3 separate regions of the Zea mays genome follow, and all the other regions are linked to region 2. The links are chromatin contacts, called in public Hi-C maps. All regions are on one chromosome and are shown on one strand. The core of a region is the stretch at or near the end of the contact, and the rest is flanking DNA. Distances in the headings are between cores, read along the strand shown.

Region 1 (3,125 bases), core at 159-2,658, 160 kb after region 2:
GGCACCGCTTGCACCCCCAGGGCCGGCCCTGGGTTTTTGTATGAACTGGTACAAAGGTTACGTCTTTTAGTACCGGTTCAAGTCAACTAGTCCTAAAGTCATCTCTTTAGTACTAGTTCATACAATCGAGACTAAAGATCGAGGTCTTTAGGTACCGGTTGGTAGTCCCGTATTGTAGCCAGTTCCTAACCGATATAGATTTTGCATTTTGCAGCAGTGAATCTATTATCTATGTTGTGGTTATGGTGGATAATCCTCGCTGGTTACATGGACCAAAAAAATAAAGACCCGAAAAGTCACCAAGATATCCTGTTTTTGTTATTTTTCATATATATATAAACTTTGCAGAAAGTTTGGAGCGTGTTGCACGCCCAAAATTAAGTGCACTTCCAAGAAAGCATGTCATGCGTACAGACTATCTAGCAATTAGCATTGTATAAAATTAACCACAGCCACAGCAGCAGTCCCCAAGTGGCTCTTTATCAACCACTTTGTTCTTAATCTTTTCTCTTCTGCCAAAATCATAAATCTTTATGAGCATCGCATGTCCCTAATATTCCCAATTCCCTAGCAGATCCAGCGCGTGAAGAAAGGCAAACTATAGAGTTGGAAAGCATAGGCCACCGTGCATTCTTAGAGCAACTTTATTAGGGGACTCTTTATATCCTTTCTAATAGCTAGAAATATAGTTTTTTTAAAAAAAAATACTAACAATCTTTTTAAATAGTCATCCCAATATACTTGTTTTCTATTAATATGGACTTCATTAATCAAAGATAGAAAATGACAATAACTATAAGAAATATAGAGAAAAGTTTATGGATAGTGAAAAAATATAGAAGACAGTTTTTATGTAAATAACACTATAAATGATATTATAAATAGTGAAATTTAGAAAAGCTCTTGCTCTCTATCCTAAGATTATGATCAAGATCGACTTTGGATTCCCAATTCCTTCTCCTTGAAGTAACCAGAGCCCGTACCACTAAAGCCAGAAAGTGTAACTTCAATTCCGCAAATACACATCTGCTCAACACGTTCTCTATTTCGTCAACACACTTTTGTTCTACTAAACTAGCACTTGAAGATGTAGCCGTACCGTATCAACTTAACCTTTCGGCTGTGCAGTGGGCCCATGCCAAAATCCCTGTTGCAAAGCTCAGATAACAGACTTTGAGAAAGATCCAGCGGTCACTGACGAGTGACGACGTCACATTCCAATCTGACGTGGCCATATCTAATTGTGCTGCTAAGCACATCCAAGTGTCCAGCGTGTCGCTGTCCACAACACGGAACCTCCTGACGTGCCGTGCGTAGGTCACATTTCCGATCCCGGCCGTCCACACCTCGGCACCTGTCCCAACTCCCAACTGTGCAGTGGGCCCACGCCGACCACGCGCCATGTCATGTGCGAGATATTTCCGGGGTGGGCGGGTTGCCGACTCCGGATGCCTGGGGTTGCGGGACCGTCGGTCGTCGGCGCTGAGGCCTTTCCGCCATGTGTCGGCATTCGGCAACAGCAGCAAAGGAGGATGGAGCAGAGGAGCAGACACGGTTCATACACGGAATGGCTATGGGCCGTACTGTCAGCATCACTTTCCCAACTACTCAGGAGGCGGGCGTCCAAGTCAGCCGTGGCGGCAAGACAACCGGAGAACACTCAAGAGTCACGAGCACAAGAAAATGGGCCGGCGAGTAAGAAGGCCGAATTCGAGGATTGAGGGCCCTGAATGGGTCGTGTAAACAGACTGGCACTGATTGTATAAGCGGCAACCAGGTTAGAGATGACAATACGTAAATACTCATCGAATATTACTATCTCATACACACCCTCGAGAATAAATAATCATGTCGAGCCACCCATATCTACGGGTAGATATGAATTTATCCCCATACTCATACCCATGTGGTATGGGCACTCATCGGGTCGCCCGTACTATCACACCTGGATTTAAGGGCAAACTCGGGCGCGAAACAAATATGTGCTAGTATCAAGTCTCATACATATGATAACTCATGGTATAGAAATGAATGTCACATCTTTATTATATAGTTGAGGTTCTGTACAAAATAGCTAAATAAATACATCATATGAAGACAACGATCTTTCGCAACCATAGTTGACTGGGAGACGACGACCTAGACCTCTCATGAACTCATCACGCCATCCTTCATGTTGCTTATCTTGCGGTACCTGTCCATGACCGGGGGTTAGTACAACAAGGTTGAGCTCGCATATGTTCGTCACTCAACAAGTTGTAGGGAATAATATGCATGAGCTCACTTACGACGGGGCTCATGTAAAGTGTAAGGCTCATTAACAAATAGGGTTAAGCCTGAGCATTTCTTTTAATAAGTTGGTCAAAATTTTAGTTGCAGTTACTAAGTATAAGTAGATATCATTCCAATAAAATAAGAGATCACAATTAATAATAAATCCAACAATGCAATGCATATGACAAATTAAGTTTAATTTCATAAGTTATTCATGTGAGGGTCTGAGCCGCTCTTGACCGTGAGTACTGCTGATATATCAGTTTTACACTCTGCAGAGGTTTCACAACTTTACCCACAAGACATGTTTCCCGTTTAGCCAGGGTTTGCGAGACCCTTAGACACTCCCAAGGTGAATGGCTAGGGATCCACTGCGAGGCCTGTCGGGGACCATAATTAGGGGTACCCCCAAGACTCCTAATCTCAGCTGGTAACCCCCATCAGCACAAAGCTGCAAAGGCCTGATGGGCGCGATTCCAGTCAAGGCTTCATCCACACAAGGGACACGATCTCGTCTCACCTGAGCCCAACCTCGGGCAGGAACAATAGACCAAGGCAGATTCACGCCTCGCCCGGGGGTCTCCTCAAACAACGGACGCACCTTCGACTCGCCCGAGGCCCAGCTCGGGCAGGCTTCGCGGAGAAGCAGCCTTGGCCAGATCGCCACGCCAACCGACCGTATCGCAGGAGCATTCAATGCAAGGATCGTCTGACACCTTATCCTGACGCACGCTCCTCAGTCGACAAGGCCGCAGTGACCGCAGTCACTTCGCCGCTCCACTGACTGACCTGACAGGAAAACAACGCCGCCTGCCCTGCTCCGACTCCTGTGCCACTCGCCAGAGTGAGGC
Region 2 (3,555 bases), core at 739-3,238:
CAGGTCGTTCAGTACTTATATCAGGTAGAACAATTGGATTACATCTGTACATCTACAATTCTAGAATGACCTAAGCTAAACTATTGTTCAAAATATTTCAGAGGATTTGACTCAGCAGCTGATAGGAATGGATTTTCTATTTTTTTCTAACTAGGTAGCAACATTGATTACCTGTATTGGATTCAACAACATGTTCAGCCTTCTTCTAAGAGAAGGTCCATTTCGACCTCCACTCTTGCCATTGATGAATACCAGCAGTGGTCTTGAATCTTGTGGCAAATCAACAAGTTCATACTTTCTGACTCGTCCATTAGGAATAACAGATCGATATGTTTGCTTTACAGAATGTTGAGATAAAGGCTTTGCTAGTGCATACTTCCCATCCAGGCCCTTCAATCTAGCAAATCCTTCAAGCACTGAATCAATGACTGAGAATTTTGTGGGAATGGAATTTATCTTGCCACCAGGATGGTTATTCATGCGCTTCTTGTTGCGTGACCTCCTACGGTTCCCAACTGTTGAATTGGCAAACCCGTCCTTGATTGAGTTCAGCATTCCACTAATTCCTGAACCTTGACCAATTTCTTTCACTGATTGGGGAGGAACTATAAGCCTCCTGAGAAGGCCAAGATCACAAGTGTTTCCGGTTTCCTTCAACAGTTTTGCATGGCAATCAACATGGATCTGCCGCTGGCACCACAGGCAACGCCATATAGGAGAGACTCCAAGGAAAGGCACACCGCACGGCTCATCACAGTAGTAACAGGAGGAGGATATCTCCGGGTTGTCATCCAGCTCCACCCACCTCTCAGACCAGTGATGCAGCAAGGGCGAAGCGCCAGCCTGTGCAACGCACTTGCAATCCTTCTCTGCACGGGGAGAGCAGTTTGAGTGTGCAGCCACGCCGCAAACAGAGCAGCGGTGAACCATGTCGACGCCCTGCGTGGAGCCAAGGGACGACAGGCAAACGCAGCATGTCGATGGCTGGCCACCGTGGAAGTAGTCCTCAGACCACGAGTGGCAGGAGCTAGGGCACCGCAATCTCCTCCATGCGGCACGCTTCTCCCTGGTCGCCTTGGTCCAGTACAACGCCGCCTCACGCTGCAGCCTGAGGAGAGCGTAGATGAGTGCGGCAAGACCAATGGAGCCCGCGGTGACGAGCCAGCCCACGAAGTGGAGACCGGATGGGTCAAGCAGACGTGCCATGCTCAGGAGCAAGGATCCCACCAGGTCCATGGCAGTTCGCCAGGCTTGTCACGATGAGAAGCAGAGCCTGCAGCAACAGCAAGAACAACGACCCGTGAGTCGCCAGTTTGTCAGGCTATCGCAAGAATATCGCACCGCTGGCAAACAGAAGTACCATCCTAGACTAGAGCTGCAGTGCATGCTGCGGTAGCGGCACCCTACGCAACCACGGGGATCGACTATTTCTCCTGATCTGGAGACGAAAGAAAGGCATGTTTAAATGGAAAGCAAGCCCTTCCGATTCATCACATTCCCCCAGGGCTCACGCCTCAAACCAGGAACAAATCCAGCCTCCGAAGACGAACCTCCCAGACGGAAATCAATTCTTTCCTCCGATTGCAGCGTAGGAATCCAGCATCGGATTGCACGGAATCATCATCGGTCGACCAACAGAATAGGAACACGGCAACACAAACCGAACCGAATCCTAACAGAAACAGCGAGCCAACGCGGTCGCTAAGCAGCTCGGCGGCAGGGCCTGGATCCGCGCACGCACGGGATCCCGCATTCCCCGCCCGTTCCCCAAGGATTCATTTCAACACAACCCCCAGCCGATTCCCACCCAGGTAGGCCGGTACACGCAACAGATTCGGTAGGATCGCGAGAGCTCACCTCGGCCGCGGGACGGGTGTGGGGCGAGCAAACCCTTGCTCCGCTTCGCTTGGCTTGCCGTGCCGTTGGCGTTGGGTTCGGTCGGCGCTGGCGCTGGCGCTGCAGAAGAGGAAGGAAAAGAGGAGGAGAATTCGAAGATCGTCGTGGGTGGGGGCCGATCGGCGTCGTGGCGTGCGTTTAAAAAGGAAAGCTAGATGGGAGGATCCGGCCTCAGGGGCAGAGGGTACCAAACGCTGAAAAAAAACTCGGTCTCGCTTAGACTTGGCTTAGAGAGATTTAAAAATCTGAACCAGCTCGAACCAAACCAACTTTTATGTTTCATTCAAACAGCAAGTCTAGCCGAGTTGGTTAGACTCCGTTCCAGTCTATTAGTGATACACTATCACGTTATCATGTTATTATTATACTACTCTTGTCCTCGGCATCTTTTGTCGCTCCAAATCTACCACCAACTTTAGCAGAGGGATCTTCCACGATATTCATAGAAGAATGAACTCTAAAGATATCCAACGCTCCATAAGGTCCTCCTCCACTGGCTTTAGCTGCGCCTGCACCCATCTCGGTGACTTCTTGTGGTATGTATGGATACAGCTAGTCATACAACACATGCACTTCTTCGTGCAGAATGTTATTGTACACTTACAGATTTTTCAGAGCCAGACTCAGCTCTTCCACATGGGCTCGAGCGATTGTCTCACAATCCCATGCTACGAATCGTGAGTTCAGAGCCCAATCTATAGCCTCATCACACTCGACCAACTCCCGTTGTAGGTGTTCCACTTCTCCTGACAGCTCAGCGATGTGGTGGCTACCACATGCTCGCTCCCTGCCTCCATGTCACAGTTCTGCAGTTATACACTCGACTCTAGCCTCCAAGTCTCCTATGGGATCGTTACTCCCACTGCTGCTCCCTTCATGGCGAGGAGCCAACTGATGACGAGGCACACCCTGAGGTCCAGTTTCTTTCCGGAGTGTGGTCTTTGTGCGTGCCATTTCACTACAACTAGGGTCAAAGATACTTAGTATGATTTAAACATGATGCATGCATGATCCTACGATCATGGGAATCAACTGCTTGTTGAGCCCATACTTCTTTAATATAGCCTATTAGTATGCACTCTTCCATCCAACTTCCTAGAAGGTAAGTTGCTACAAGAATGGATCAAGGTAAGAATGAAAAAATATTTTGAGGTAAGTAGTTTAAAACCATTTGAAATAATAAGTAATGTCCTAAGAAATGGGCACCGCTTCGATACCAGCTGTGATGGAATCTCCAAAGATATTAGGCCCATCTACACCTGTCCTCGTCCCAAGGACTTTAGACAGCCATGCAGATGCACCCAACAGCTTGACAGGGCATGGTTCTTGTATCTTCCTCAACATCACCCGAGAGCGCATATTTCATTTCACATACATTACACTTCATCAGAGTAAAAGCGGAAAGAGTTACAATAACTTAATTTACATTGATATGTTAAAGTAACAATAGAGAGAGAGAGTGCTTATTAAAATATAAGGGTCTGAGTGCTTCTACTTATTACATCACTGGAAGGTAGACACCTTCCATAAGCTCATACTTAATTTTCATCCTCCTTCTTGGGGACAACCTTGGTACAGAAGCAGCAAAACTTCGTAGGCTCTTCACCTACAATAATATGGATTCGAAAACCCTGAGTACAGAGTGTACTTTCACAGTTT
Region 3 (3,295 bases), core at 778-3,277, 210 kb before region 2:
GTGCGCGGGCATATCGATGGAGTACCGATTGCTAAAATGTTGGTAGATGGTGGGGTGGCCATGAATTTAATGTCATACTCATTGTATAGAAAATTAGGGAAGCAGGATGACAAATTAGTCAAAACTAATATGACACTCAGCGGCATTGGAAGCGATAGTTCGATCAAGGCCAAGGGAGTCATGTCTGTTGAATTAACCATCGGGACAAAGACTCTTGTTGGTGCTTTCTTCGTCGTCAACATAGAAGGAAATTATAGTATAATCTTAGGTAGATATTGGATTCTTGCAAATCAATGTATACCTTCTACTTTACATCAAATGTTATTACAATGGGTAGGAGATAAGGTAGAACAGGTACATGTCGATGCATCAGCTTGCATTGCCATAACCGATGCCCCTGTACTCTAGACCTATGAGACTTCCACCTATCTCATAGGAGTCGATTTTTCTGATTACCAGTTCATAAGCATAGATATAAGAGGGTTCATCCCTGTAATGCTAGAGTCGGCTAAATCATAAATAAGGTTAAAATGATAAACACACTAATAAATAGTGACTGTCGGGACGTGGACGGTCCGACCCCTAAGGCTGGACGGTCAAGGTGCACCAGAGAATGGCGTAGAGAACATACCCTGTCACGGACTATCCGCCCCAACATCGGATAGTCCGGTGGCTACCAGAGAGTGCAGCAGAGAGTCCACTGTCCTGGATAGTCTGGCCCCTGAGGTCGGATAGTCTGCGGATGCATAGAGAGCCTCAAACTATTTTGAGGTATGCACAAGAGAAGAATTTAGAGATCTCGACAAATTAGGACATGGGTTTACATCGGCCGATCCTTTGGAGGAGATTGATATAGGGGAAGGTAAAACTCCAAGACCGACTTTTGTGAACAAGACCCTGAAGCCGATCCTAGGAATGAAATGATTGGCTTATTAAAAGAATACTCTGATTGCTTTGCTTGGAACTACACTGAGATGCCAGGATTAAGCCGAGAGCTAGTGGAGCATCGATGACCTATTAAGTCTGGCTTCAAGCCCTTCAAGCAGAGACCAAGATCATTTCGTCCAAGACTTATTGCCTAGGATCAAAGACAAAATTCACAGGCTCTTGGAAGCTAACTTTATTAGGTCTTGCAGTTATACGAAATGGATCTATAATATTGTGCGGGTGGAGAAGAAGGATTCAGATAAGCTCAGAGTATGTATTGAATTCCGAAATCTAAATAGGGCGATTCCTAAAGATGAATATCATATACCTGTAGCCGACATGTTAATTAATAATGCATCAGGAAATATAGATATTAGCTTTCTTGATGGCAATGTGTTATATAATCAGACCTTCCTGATCGAGAAAGATACGTCTAAAACGATCTTTATATGTCCGGGCGTTATTTGAGTGGATGGTTATGACATTCGGTTTAAAAAATGTTGGTGTCACTAATCAAAGGCCTATTCATTTGATCTTTTATGAGTTGTTGGGAAACACTATGAAAGTTTACATTAATGATATATTAGTTAAATCAGCTGAATTTGGTTCTCATATAACTTATTTGCGCAAAACTTTTGATAAGATGTGTTAATATGATTTAAAAATAAACTCTTATAAATATACTTTTGGAGTATCGATCGACAAATTCTTAAAATTCATCATTCATGAACAGGCAGCGGAGTAATGGCAGCCATGCGACTGGAGAAAAGGAAGGAGAGCCGAGCGTAAGCAGCAGCGAAAAAAAAAATCCTTCCCCTTTTTAGAGGCCAGCAGCGGCAACTGACGACGCAGTGGGTCAAGTGGGCTATCTTTTGTGCACGAGGGCCCATGTCCCTGCTCGAAACGAAGCCCATTACATGCGGTGACGGGTGGGCGTCTCGTCTTCTCCGACGAGGGAGCCCCAGCCACTAGCTACCAACCCGTGACCCTAAAACCAACTAAAGTCCAGAACAGAGGCAGCTCTCTTGGCGTGCTCACCTGCTTGCTCCAAGATTTACCCCTCCCTCGGTGCCTGATACCTCTATCCTCCGCATCCGTCTCTAAAGACAAGGCAGTCGTCAAGAAAGGGAGTTTGACCAAGAGCCTGTGGTGTCCGTCGGCTGCCATCCATGGCAGGGGAGGCCAAGAAGCTCTTCTTCGCATCCGAGGTTACTCTCCACGCCTCCAGGAAGGACTGCTGGGTCGTCATCGGCGGCAAGGCGAGTGAGAAGAAGATCATCCTTGCTGTGCTTCTCTTGCATCTGTGGGGAAGAGAGAGATCCGACCTCTGATATGGTTTGGTCGGCCTCTGATTGTTTTTCTGGCTGGTTGGTTTCAGGTGTATGATGTGACCAAGTTCTTGGAGGACCACCCTGGGGGAGAGGATGTGCTTCTCCATGCATCAGGTAGTAAGCTCAGCTTTGATTTCCTCTCGTCTGCTTGTTGACAGATGACAGAACCGTAACCTTATCGGTCCAATTTCGTGACAATTGCATATTTGGGACATTAAACATAGCGCTTCGCAATATTGCCATCCAAAAGATTTATTTCGCAAAATAGGGACTACAAACATCTTCTAATTGATTATACTACCAGTTATTGTATAATCTTCCTTTTATTACTTGGTTCCCTGTATTTTGTATCTAAGGAGACCAAATTACCTTGTGCGTGCGTTTTGTCTCCATGCCGCCATGGACGACCGGCTACCGTCCTGCCCACAGCCGCCCCATGCCCCGTCCAGGCCCGGGCTCACCCCTGCTGCGCCATCTGCCGAGCTCGACCCTGCGCGCTGGCCGAGGCCGCTGCCGCGCCGACCACCACGCTGGGCGAGATCGCGCTAGGTGAGGTCGTGCTGGGCGATGTCATGCTGGACAGGGCGCCTCGTCTGCATCATAGCCCATGGACACACCGACCATGGAAAAGCTGTATCGTTGTCCTGGTGTTTCATGAGCATTACGTGAGCAATAAGAGTTGTTTGCATCCTACAAGTTGCAAATACTAGCTTCATGCTGGTGAGTGCAGACAAGCTGCAAGTTGCAAATACTAGCTTCCTGCTGCTGACGAATCTACAATTTACAAATACTAGCTTCCTGTTGGCCAGCTGTTCACTTGATCCTGGTGAGCGCGAGAGAGCAGGCGAGCTGCGTATAATTACATAGGGCTACAAGCGGCTAATCAGGGAAAAATACATGAAATTAGATTAGAAAAGCTAGACTATAGGCTAAATTGTAGTATAATCGAGTAGATGTTTGTAGTCCCCTTTTTGCGAAGTAAATCTTTTGGATGGCAATATTACGGAGCGTTATGTTTAGAGTCCCAAATATGCAAT

Evidence for each region. Hi-C and Micro-C count contacts between places; a contact is called where the count stands out from the background.
Region 1: a Hi-C map of ear shows a contact between it and region 2, with 4 times the contacts expected there. The contact joins the enhancer-like site here to the promoter of LOC100383024 in region 2. A contact is called at or near these places in 7 of 25 Hi-C or Micro-C datasets (bundle sheath, ear, endosperm and 2 more).
Region 3: a contact with region 2 is called in a Hi-C map of ear, with 2.7 times the contacts expected there. The contact joins the promoter of LOC100272754 here to the promoter of LOC100383024 in region 2. A contact is called at or near these places in 5 of 25 Hi-C or Micro-C datasets (ear, endosperm, leaf and 1 more).

What each region holds. Positions count from the first base shown.
Region 1 is chr10:33,741,948-33,745,072 of Zm-B73-REFERENCE-NAM-5.0, forward strand. No RefSeq gene overlaps it. Among protein-coding and RNA genes, the nearest start is that of LOC103642369, 62 kb to the right of the region's middle. Within about 2 kb of position 1,409, at least 17 of the 20 cell types and tissues checked have an H3K27ac peak or open chromatin away from gene starts, as enhancers often do. A contact at or near this core is called in bundle sheath, ear, endosperm and 2 more, where this site is marked.
Region 2 is chr10:33,583,359-33,586,913 of Zm-B73-REFERENCE-NAM-5.0, forward strand. It overlaps LOC100383024 (Diacylglycerol kinase 2), which reads right to left and starts at 1,989. Exons shown (of 8, transcript NM_001175703.1): 1 at 1,858-1,989; 2 at 172-1,273. The coding sequence starts at 1,236.
Region 3 is chr10:33,374,470-33,377,764 of Zm-B73-REFERENCE-NAM-5.0, forward strand. It overlaps LOC100272754, which reads left to right and starts at 2,028. Exons shown (of 4, transcript NM_001147207.1): 1 at 2,028-2,186; 2 at 2,306-2,372; 3 at 2,688-2,978. The coding sequence starts at 2,097. The coding sequence ends at 2,968.